2 separate regions of the Zea mays genome follow, and region 1 is linked to region 2. The links are chromatin contacts, called in public Hi-C maps. All regions are on one chromosome and are shown on one strand. Each heading gives the region's core, a stretch centred on a gene start, on an enhancer-like site or on the middle of the called end of the contact. The rest is flanking DNA. Distances are from core to core; before and after follow the strand shown. Region 1 holds the start of LOC100191865 (putative RING zinc finger domain superfamily protein). Region 2 holds the start of LOC100304368 (Thioredoxin domain-containing protein PLP3B).

What was found. Hi-C and Micro-C count contacts between places; a contact is called where the count stands out from the background.
Region 1: a Hi-C map of ear shows a contact between it and region 2, with 2.6 times the contacts expected there. The contact joins the promoter of LOC100191865 here to the promoter of LOC100304368 in region 2. A contact is called at or near these places in 4 of 25 Hi-C or Micro-C datasets (ear, leaf and tassel).

What each region holds. Positions count from the first base shown.
Region 1 is chr2:235,461,602-235,467,061 of Zm-B73-REFERENCE-NAM-5.0, reverse strand. LOC100191865 (putative RING zinc finger domain superfamily protein) reads right to left here and starts at 1,582. Exons shown (of 1, transcript NM_001137289.1): 1 at 6-1,582. The coding sequence starts at 1,497. The coding sequence ends at 325. It overlaps TRNAA-AGC (transfer RNA alanine (anticodon AGC)), which reads right to left and starts at 2,747; the gene lies at 2,675-2,747.
Region 2 is chr2:235,239,588-235,245,655 of Zm-B73-REFERENCE-NAM-5.0, reverse strand. LOC100304368 (Thioredoxin domain-containing protein PLP3B) reads right to left here and starts at 1,554. Exons shown (of 8, transcript NM_001165806.1): 1 at 1,386-1,554; 2 at 17-91. The coding sequence starts at 1,469. LOC100282791 reads right to left here. Exons shown (of 7, transcript NM_001155697.2): 3 at 5,590-5,736; 4 at 5,399-5,507; 5 at 4,686-4,809; 6 at 3,554-3,827; 7 at 2,507-2,835. The coding sequence ends at 2,734.

The DNA.
Region 1 (5,460 bases), core at 333-2,832, 220 kb before region 2:
CCCTTACACGTATCTTACACATGTATTCGTGCTGTAAATTTCGCATACAAAACTACTTCCGTCAAGGATTCTTTCTTACTTACAATTCCTGACGCTCCGCAGTGCATGCACAGGCTCACGAGTTATTTACTTGTTACTGCTGACGAAGCGATTATACAAGAAACATGGAAAAGATATCATTTTTTACCTTCTCATGTCTCGTGCCCGGCACACACAAAAACTTGGCAAACCAACACCAACCTTCACTCCTCCAAGCTCCCAGCTCCCAAAGCTGCAAGTTTCACCAGACCACCGATGGCCTCGTCGTCGGCCTCAGTCGGTTCGCTATGACGTCTCGTCGGCGCTGACGCCGGGCGCCGACGGCCCCGGCCTTGGCGGCAAGCGCTGGCAGGTAGCGGCGCCGAACGAGGCGGACCGGTGTACCCCGACCCCGGCCATCTCCAGCGCGTCCGAGAGCTTGAGGAGCCGCCTGATCTTGCCGAGCCCCGTCACGTCGTCCTCGCCGTCGCGGAAGCTGCTCGACGCCGGCGCACGCAGCGGGACGTCCGGCCACGCCCGCCGCGGCAGCGCCGCCATGGACGACGCGGCCCGCCTGACGGCCCGGTCAGGAAAGCCGCCGCCGCGCGCGGGGTCCTGTGTTTGAACGCCACCGATGACGGCGCCAGCAGCAGGGTTACCCTCTTCCCGGCGCCCGGACGTTCCCGGTGCGGGGTTGGGGTTAGCGGCGGCGGCGGCGACCTGCACGGGCGCGCGGCAGAGCGGGCAGTTGACGTGGGCGCGGAGCCAGGTGTCGATGCAGGCGCGGTGGAAGGCGTGGGCGCAGCGCGGCAGCAGGCGCAGCGTCTCGCCGTGGCGGAACTCCGCGAGGCACACCGCGCAGCTGCCGCCGCCGTCGGAGCTGGCGCCGGCGCCGCGCTTCTTGGCGTCGTACACGACCGCGGCGATCGCCGAGATGGCGCGCTCGTCGAGGCCCTTGGTGCGTATGTACCACACGTGGTGCACGCCGCCGCCGGCGGCCTCCTCGTCCTCCCCCTCGCCGGCCTGCTGCGCCACCGCGCCAGCCAGAACCTGGCCCCCTCCCGTCTCGGCGTGGTGGGCCAGCGGCGCGCCTTGCGCCCGCCGCCGCCGCGCGACCAGGCAGTGGACGAGCAGCGCGAGCAGGAGGACCGCGGACACGGTGAGGAGCGACGCCGAGAGCGCGACGAGCGGGGTCGGGAGCCGGCTCGAGCGGAGGCGCACGGTGGCCCCAGGGGACGGCGGAGGCGGCGGCTGGCACTGGGGCAAGTAGGCGCACGGGCCGGAGCAGCCGTCGCCGCAGAAGAGGAGCGGAGGGGACGTGGCGACGCCGCCGCCGGGGTCCCCGTCCCGCTGAGGCAGCGGCCCAATCGGCCTGGGCCTCTTGGTGGGCTTGGGCTTAGGCGGCTTCGGCTCTGGCTTTCGCCGCGGCAGCGGCTTCTCCTCCTCCTCCTCCTCCGGCAGCGGCAGCGGCGGCGGCATGGAACGGATCGCCTTGACGCGTGCCCTGCCGTGCCGTGTGAGACTCGACGCGGTGTGTGTGTGTGGTCGCGCTACTCGACTCGGCCTCGCCTTGTGTTGTTGTTGTTCGATGTGAATGCGGTGGTGATGTGGTGGAAGGGTGACCTGTGAGATTTGTCATGGAAGTCTGTCCATGTAAAAAAGATGAAAATGATTTTGACGGAGATTATGACACTACTGGACTACTATACGCATGAGTGGTTTAAAATAAAAGCCAGGAGTTAGAAAGCAGCTTTCATGGAATATCTTGCTCAGTTGACAGTGGGGACTGGGGTCAGGTCAGTGCTTTTTTAAGCACGATTTCTTTTGCATTATTTATCCCGGGACAAGACGAGCAAGGTTAATGATATAGATTATAGTAGGCTTTTTATAATATAATACTGTCATGCCACATGTTACCAACTAAAAAAATCAGTAATATAATAACTAGCTCACGATACAAATGGTACGTTTAATACTTGGTCTCTCTGTTCCTCTTATAAATTATTTAAAGCTAGTTTAGAAATCTCATTACACCAAATTTTCATTTTTCTAAGAAAAAAATAGTTTATTTTTCCTTTGGAAATATAAATCGCTCGGTAAAATGGAGCTCTCAAACTAGTCGTGTAAGAGTAGTTTTGTGAGCGGTCTTTTTTAGCTGGCTACTAGCGAGCAGGCTTATTCTCTCTAATTCTCTCCTTTTTTTTATATATAGTTTACTATGAATTTGATGTGATATGTATAGCAAAAACAGAGTAGCTTGCGGGTTAGCAGAAGCAGGATATTAAGTGATGGGGTGGTGGAACAAATCCCATTTTAAATAGGAACGGGCAACGGCAGCAGCAGCAGTAGATATATTGTTGTGGTTGGGTGTTTGTTGGCCGTTGGCACAAACAAGGTAGATTTATGGCCGATTGACCATGCTCTGCCTGGGACGAGTGGCCCACCCGCACTCGCGCGACGCGTCCCGCTACCGGCCCCACGTGCCCATGCGCTGTGTCTGTGCCGGCGGCCTGACGGGTGGGACTCCTGTACTAGGTGGGGCTGCCTCTGTGGGCCGTTTTAGGGAGAACGATAACAAAAGCTCTTGGGCCGGGTTCTGGTAACGAACGCCCATATGTACAATGGTAATGCCACGAAGCCCAAAACAAAAAAAAAATGGAGATGCGGGGTATCGATCCCCGTACCTCTCGCATGCTAAGCGAGCGTTCTACCATCTGAACTACATCCCCATTTACGTTACGTTGGAAACTGAGTTAGATAATAAAGAGATACATGGAAAGCCGACGGCGGGATACCATTGCGACCTGCGGAGCTGTGGCTGCCGCTCGACGCTTGCGAGTTGCGTTTCCATCGCCAGTCCCCATCCAATACCTGGGAAGAGAGATCGGCGAGTTGCGTCGCCAATTACGTCTTTCCCTGTATCTCTACTATACTTTACTAGTTTCAAGGGTCGTACTACGTCATTTTTTACATAAAGACTCTACATTTCTTTCAAATCAACTCAATATAAAATGTTAAAAAGCGGTGTAAAAGATAGGGTTTGAACCCGCATTCCCACTGGACGAAGCTGTCTAACCAATAGAACATCATGCTTATGTGTTTATAATATCGAATATAAATTATATATATATATATATATCATTTTTTGTAAAATAAAAAAATCGTGTCGGGTTGGGCCAGCACGCCGCTCGTGCCGGGTTGGCCCAAACACTATTAAATGGGTCGTGCCTCGGGCCGGCTCGCGAGACACGACTCATTTGGTCATCTATACCTTCGCACGATAATGATGGTCCTCGTCTCAGTTACCACCACCTTATTCGTCATTCTACTTCTTTTATCTCTCCCCTCATGCATCCACCTCCGCGCCACCCTATTCTCGGCAGAGAGGCGTAGGAGCATGCACCTCTTCCTCGTATTCGTCCAACACCATCCTCGACACCGACTCGCGCAATGGCTATTGAATATCCACGAGGACGTTTCACATCATGCGCGCACCATCGTTTTCGCCATCGTCGGGCGTCCCGTTCGTCTTCCCGGCCTTCGCTCTGTTCTTCCTCCCCAACCTGCTGCTCCTGCCCACGGTCGCAACCGCAAGCCGACCGACGCTCGTCGACGCGAGTACGGCGCGAGTTGGTCACACTCCTGGCCTTTCTCCGTGCGTGTCGTCGAGGAGGACATGGTGGCACCTGCCACACTTAGGTTATCTTAGCGATGAGGAGTCCAGGTCTGAGATATTGGACAACCAAGGCCCATAGCGTGGCAGCAGCCGACATATGCTACAGAGTTGGTGGTGGTGTTGTGTCGCTTCGACGGGTCTAGGGCTGGGAAGACACTCGCATTCTCTCGCCCTTCTCGGATTGGCGCTTGGTGCGGGTGCCTCTTGGTTTGGAGCTGCTCCGGCTGAGCTTCTTTCTACGCTTGCGTGCTCTCTCCCTATATATCTAGCGGTATACTACCTATGTCGCCTCCAGATGCCCAGGTCTCTGATTTGTTACCTATGGTACACGTGCGTTCTTAAAAAATATTATGCGAAGAGCGGAGACAATCAATAAAAAATCTTGAGAACTTTTTGGTGGATAATTTACGTGGGTATTATTGTGAGCCGTCGCAACGCACGGGTAACCGACTAGTTGGAATTTAGTTTACCTTTTGCGGCTCAAAACTACCCAAACAACAAAAAACAATAATAATAACGACAATAACAACAACAACAACAACAACAACAACAACAACAACAACAACAATAATAATAATAATAATAATAATAATAATAATAATAATAATAATAATAATAATAAGTTGTTCATGCACCACTACAGTTTTTATATATGATATAAGTATTCTTTATACAATATAAACCAACATGAGATACAATCATTAGACGCGGGTGCTATTTTCCTCGAATCCCGATAATTGCACATTTAGGGAACACTCCCTACGTGCGGAGGGAACGATGCACGACGAAAATCATTATTTATATTACTGTTTCTTATATATTACATATATGTAGACCTTACTTGAATGAGATATTTATACAAACATAATTATTTTTTATTTTCTAATTATTAGTATACATATATTTTAAATATCTCTCCTCCATATAATGCACGCAGGTGTGTGTCGTAGTGAGAGAAGCGGAGCGCCTTTGAGGCAAGCGACCTTAATTAGTTCGAATCCTGATCAACACACTATTTTTTTCTCTTATTCCGTGAGGGCGTGCGTTCGAGTGGACACGAGTGGACGCGTGACGAAACTCGTGCTTAAACGTAGTAGAGGTATAGATTTTGACATGTGATGATCAAATCACTAACCATTGTGAAATGATTTTAGTGAACTCAGTGAATTATATGAAGGATTTAACTCAAAACTATTGCCTAAAAATTGCGGGTTGAGAGACATTGATATGATTCAACAACAACAAAAGCAACATAGAAGCGTTGCCATAGCCCATAGAACATACAAGGGAACCACCATGAAGAGCAATTGATGCACTGTGGAATAGGGCACAGAATGCCATCCTTCTCGGACCTTATCGATAACTGCAACATCATGTGCACCTAGCTCAAAACAGAAATTGCACTATACCAGCAACGAGGGCAAGCTCCATCCATATGAATTGTAAGTCCGTTACAGCTAGTCAGATAAATAAGTCCTCATTCCACATAAATGAACTACTAGTGATAAAATGGTAAAAAAATATGTATAGCAGATACTACTGGGCTTGCTCCATGATCACAGTAGACATGAAACCCATCACTGGCAGCAATTTCATTACGCAAACCTTTTATACCCTAAAATAGACAGCACCATGAGGAATATATACTTTCGTTGATCTTCCTGGTATCTTGTCTAGAATTTGTCGTGCTCTCTATATAGCGTCTGAGCTGTATGAAAACATAAATAGAAATCGGCATTCTAGGCCCAAAAACAATTTGTGTAGTT
Region 2 (6,068 bases), core at 305-2,804:
TTTTTCTTCGACTCACATCCATCAACTCATCAAGATCAACTTCATCATGGCTTGCAGGTGCTGCTTGAGCCTTGTCTTTAGCCACCATTTCCTAAGATCATGTGCGGCAATGTCAGCATGACAAAATTAAAATCCATAATGGAACACATAGAAAACATGCTCCGTTTACAATGTCAGAAGTGAAATTCAAAGGTAAAAAAAGGAAGAAACATTTAATATCTATACCATAATGGAATGTAAAAACTACTGAAAATGGTAGAAACAAGATGGGGAGTCTGCCAACCACTGTAAAATGACGGAAACAAAGCAATGATACAACAAACAAAGAATTAATGCGGGTTCACAGGATCAACAAAAAATGTCCAAAAAAACAAAATTGATAAATGATTTTTCCATGATAGTCAGGCAATGCTGTATGCAGGAGTCAATCAATCCATCTTTTGCCATATAGCATACAAAAAAACTTAAATTTTACCAATCCATGGTGACAGTGGTGAGAAGCCTTTACACTGAGCCTAAAGGTCCTAGGTTCGACGCAGCCTCAGAAGTAAGGCTTGCCTTGGTTATTCCTTCCCCATACCACACTCATGTGGGAGCCGCTAGCATGGATCTGTCTTCTTTTTTTTTTTTTTTTGTCCATGGTCCTCCAACAAGCTAGGAGTTCTAAATTTTATCAATTTCAAACAATTCCTAGCTCATGCTCACTGCTGAAATAAGGCCTTTAACTAAAAAACCACTGCCATACACAAACCACCTGAGACAATGCAAAGTGTCACATGTACCTATAAGATCTTCTTTAGCGGATCGAGAACTCAAGAAGAGTTATTTGAATACCCGGCTCGCGATACAACTCTCATCCCAAGAGAGAGGAAAATTCAGTTACTTATTCCCGAAGCACACTCCACTCCGCACCGCACAAAATCCAGTACATCCAGCTACACAAAACTCGTTTGCACAGAGCCATCATAGTTTGTTCACGAGAAGTACTTGTGCACCAAGCACCATCACTCTATCGAACGCCTGAAACGCAATAGGTTCTGGATTGATCGTGCCCATTCCATTACTCCCATGGATCACATCCCCACTACACTCTCGAACACAACACCACATTACATTCGAACTAGCAACCAGGTCCTGACACTCGAGCAAACATGCAAGCGTTCCCAGAGGTGCAATTCAGCACCTCCGGGGCGTAGTCAGTAGCTAATATTCCGACCAGAAAACCTAGTCTGAATCAAACTCCGCGTACGCGCACGCCAGCCCTGAGATCCTGCGCGCGGGCACTAGCCACCTCCTAGTCAAACTCCGCGATCCAATAGCGGTATCAAAGGCAGAGCTGCGGCAGCGTAAGGCGGCGCCGGAATATTGGGGAAGAAGTCGGTCACCTTCTGGAGGTCGCGGGCGGCGGCGGCGATGACGTTGCCGAAGGCAAGGTTAGAGAGCGTCGACTTCACTGCGTCCGGATCCATCTCCGCTGCCTCCTGCTAATGCTCCTTCTCGAGCAGGCGTCTCCCTCCGCCGCCGCACCGGCTCGCCGGATTTGCTCTGTTTTCGTGAAGGAAAAGCGAAGCGAAGTGAGCTAGGCCTCGGTGGCTGGCAAGCTCTTCAAGTCGCTGGAAATGGGCCCACCAGACCGAAGTATTAAGCCCAACAGGCCCGCTTCCGAAGTTGAATTGAAAGAACCTGGGCAGTTCGCCTTGTAACTTTGTAAGTGATAAATCTTTACAGTTTTCTACTTTTTGGGGAAAGAAATCGGACGGCTGAATAATTTCGTTCTCTTTTCTATATGCCACTATATAATCCATATGTTTATATTTTACGAAACTCACTCAACCAAATCACCTCCACACAAAACCTCCACTAAACCACTAACTAAATTGCATCCAAACTTAACACATCATCAAAACAAACGATTTAGATAGCTGGATAACTCTCTCTTACTCACTTAAATTTAATAATATTATTTATATCATTCATCATCTCTCCCGCGACCCTCCCCCCTCCGCCCCTAGCATCCACATCTCCCTCATGCCCAGCCCCCAGCCCCTAGCATTCTCATCTCTCTCGTGTCATCACCGCCGTCAACTCCTCTCGCATTGTCGTCATCAACGCCTCATGAGAATCATAGCGTTAGAACCGCCTGCCCCTCCTTAGAATCGTATCATTAGCATGAGTTATATACTATCTAAAATATAAAGAAGTTAGTTTTATCCTATATCAAACTATAGTGATTAAAATTTGAGGGTTTGGTTGGAGCTGCCCTTACTCTCTCGAGCCCATAATATTTGTTGACTTTAGCACAGTAAAGATATATGGTAGACAAAACATAGAAATATATTAGAAAAAAAGAAAAGAAAAGAAAAGGTATATTGAAAAACAGCTATTTTAAAATTTTAATATTTGAACGTCAATATTTTTGGAGTATAGAATTCGATGAATCCCCGTTGTCAATTGTTATTCTGAATGAGGGAGGATAGGCCGATAGGCTGATACGCGAATTTAAACATGACAAAGTCACTTGGAGAGGTGAGAAGCCACGCAGACTTCGTAAAGTACGTGATTTCACTTGGTATAAAACTTTTTGGTTGTCAGGAAGAAACTGTTGCCATTACAATGTACAAAAAAAGAAGATATCAATATTGCCACATTTCAACGCAGTATGCCTGACTTCCTGCTTTTGTATCGCCTCCTGTACAGCTGGGTAGGGTAATGCCACGCCGAGTACCCTAGCTATTATAGAAGCCCCAGAGACCTCAGCTGGCTGATGTGCTCTGCAGGGAGCGGCGGCGGACACCAGTCTGTGCGCTCGCCATCGACATCCTCTACGACATACTCCTGGACGTATGACAGCAAACATGAATACACCACCATGACAGCAATGGGTAAATACCCACCGGGTATTACAACCCCATACTCATACCCACGACACAAAAATAACCCCATCGGGTCACCCATATACACTGGCGGGTATGGATTTACCCCCATACCCATACCCATGTGGGTATGGGTCACCCATCGGGTCACCCGTACCCACAAAAGCTAAACATCTACCAAAATATTGTATGATAAAAATGTCAAGTATATCCATCTAAATACCATTACAAAATTTCTAGCATCATTTAACCATCCATTCAACACACCAAAGATAATTGGATAAAGTAGTAACACTAGGATAGTACTACATAGCATATTACATGTTCCATTACATGGTCATTAAATTGTCGTTAAGTCTTCTATGACATCATGGCCTAAAAGGTTGTTAAATAGTAAAAAAGATGGATGACTAAAGTCAAAGTTCATGCTTGGGCTAAGTTTATATTGGGTATTTTATACCCACGGGTTAACGGGTATGGGTGAAGGCGGAACGTTCTAATACCCGTTTACCCATTGGGTGAAGATTTTTGCCCAATAACAGACCCACGGGTAGAATATTTAGCCCACATACATACCCTAATGGAGTAAATACCCATCGGGTATCGGGTCGCGGGTACCCATTGCCATCTCTAGGTGAGACAGAATGTGATAATGAATACACGGTAGCGCTCACACTCACCTTGGTTAGCATTCGTTTTGCAAGAATGTGATAATGCCGCTGCCAGATCCGCTGGCCAACCATTGTCGCGACCAGGACACTGTAGAATATGCCGATGACCGTGAAAAGCCCAAGCACAATAACCCCCATGATGAGAAGCAGAGGTAGCCCAGCTTCCCCAGCACCTCCCAAGCAACCACCACACTCGCCAGCTGTGGTAGCACAACCTTCGAAGCAGGTGGTGCAGTCAGTCCACATGCATAACGTGCCAGGTAGATGGCAATCTGCACACATCCTGAAATTGAACAAATGTTGGTACAACCACCTGTGAGAATATATGACGAGCACGGTGTACATGCATGTGTACTTGTAGTTGTGTACAAGTAAACATCAGTGTTCCACAAGGGAGCAGCAGTGGATAGGCAGCATGCCCCCAGATCCAGAGCCGTGCTGCCTGAGGGACGGCAGGTGGCGGACTGGCGGCCGAGGAAGCGAGTACAGACGGCCACGGCCCAGAAGGAGGGCAGGCCACAGGCCACAAGCGCTACCAAAAGGAGGTTAGTGGCGGGCGGCGTCCAGGAGGAGAATGGCGGCGGGTGATGGGTGCAGCCAGGAGAAGGCACGGGCGTCAGTGACGAGCATAACAAGGACAAGGCAGAGGGGGTGGGCAACAAGCGTGTCTGGGAGAAGGCAGAGGCCACAGGAGACACAAGCGAGCAAATGCGAGTGTGGCTGGAACTGAGAAGAGGTGAATGGATAAGGTTGGAGTGGGCAAGGTGCCAAGGTGGGTCTCTGTCCAACCTTTTTTTTCTCGAAAACACAGTAGAGCTACGCTTCATTATATTAAGAAAAGGTAGAATAAGGTCCAAAATGCCTAGGAACACATGTTAGTCATCAAAGTATGGGTCAGCGCCTAGAGAGCGCCTAGGCCTAATGTAACCTTGCTGAACATGCTTTATCAATCCGAGTGCAACAAACTATCTATATCCATTCATATAATTAGAGAAAAAATATATAATCTCTTCACGTTACTTCGTGTAAATTTTTCCTATGCCACAACAACTGTGTCGACCAATGTTTTTCAGGGTTAAGACATAGCTTTAGTATAAGGCCATACTTTGATGAGTTGAAGAATGAGCTAACTAATGCATACCCTGGTTGACAGCAACAAAGACATAATTCTCGACAAGGCTGAGCCAAATCATTTCGTACTCTTCGGTCATAACAGGTTATGAAGCAACCTGATAGTCCCAATAGAGCAAAAAATAATAATGCACCTGTCATCAAGAGATAAGTTCACAATCAGTTCAGAAGGAAAACATTATGCGCCACATAATTGACTAAAATGTTAGCAACATAGTGTTCCAATAAAAGTTTGATCAGTCTGCCTCATATTGTTGAAGTATACACATCAATGATACAACTTTCTATATACCAACAATAATACAGCTTTCCATGTCTGCTCTCTGAGCTCAATTTTGTCACATGGTTGTACTCTTTTTATGAATCATAATAATTGCAAACACATGTTATCACTTCTGTAAGAATAGCAAACACTCATTAATCTAGGCCATGGATAGATGTTTAAGTTGCAAGCAAAGCTTTTCATGGCACCTTGCACGTTAGCTCCCAATAATTGCATTTTTATTCTGACAAAAAACACATAATTTTAATGCTCTTTTCCTTATTATTTACTCATATCCTTTTTCACATTAATTTAAAAACTTAAATAATTCCCATTCAATTAATGAGTTCCAAGAATCCATGGTGACAATAGGTATCATAGAAATCAGGGCATGATTTTTTATCGATCAGGCATGCAAAAACAGGTGAAAGTAGTAACAAAGAAAGGATTAAGCAGTTTACCACATATGTAATAAAAACTAACTTGGTTATCAAAACCCCAGGCTGTCCTCAACCAATATTGCTGGTACCCATCAAGAAAATGTACCAAGTATGCCAATGCAGAGATGACCTGAATGAACAAATAAGAAAATACCACTGATCACTCAATTGAAAGTAGATAAGGGATATGAAAGAATATTTCAAAAACTTACAGTCTGGACTAGAGCAAAGATGAATAGTATATCTCTAGTAACAAAGAAACGAAACTTCAGTGTTCGCCATTTCCTGTCAGTGTGGGAATGAACCCTCAAATAATATGGAGCCTTGCAGGTGGTACAATGGGAAAATGCAAAACCCTCCTGTTTGTTAAGCATCAAAACATGATTAGTTTACTGGTCTTGCAAAGAAATCAACAGTCAATTTTAGAAGCAAACTCCAGATAGGGCAGGCAGCAAAATGAACACAAAATACCGAATTCTTCCGTACTTATTACATCTGGCAAAGACACTATTTAATTTGTATTGCGCAAAAGATTTCACATTTCATGAGTTGACTTGACAGGAAAAAGGTGTAGCTTTTGTAACCCAAACAGTAAACTGTATTCCTCAGTTGGTTAACATGTTTCTTGGCATAACCTGAATCATCCAAGTTCAACCTAAAATCCCATCCAAGTCTGCATCTGCAGTTACCT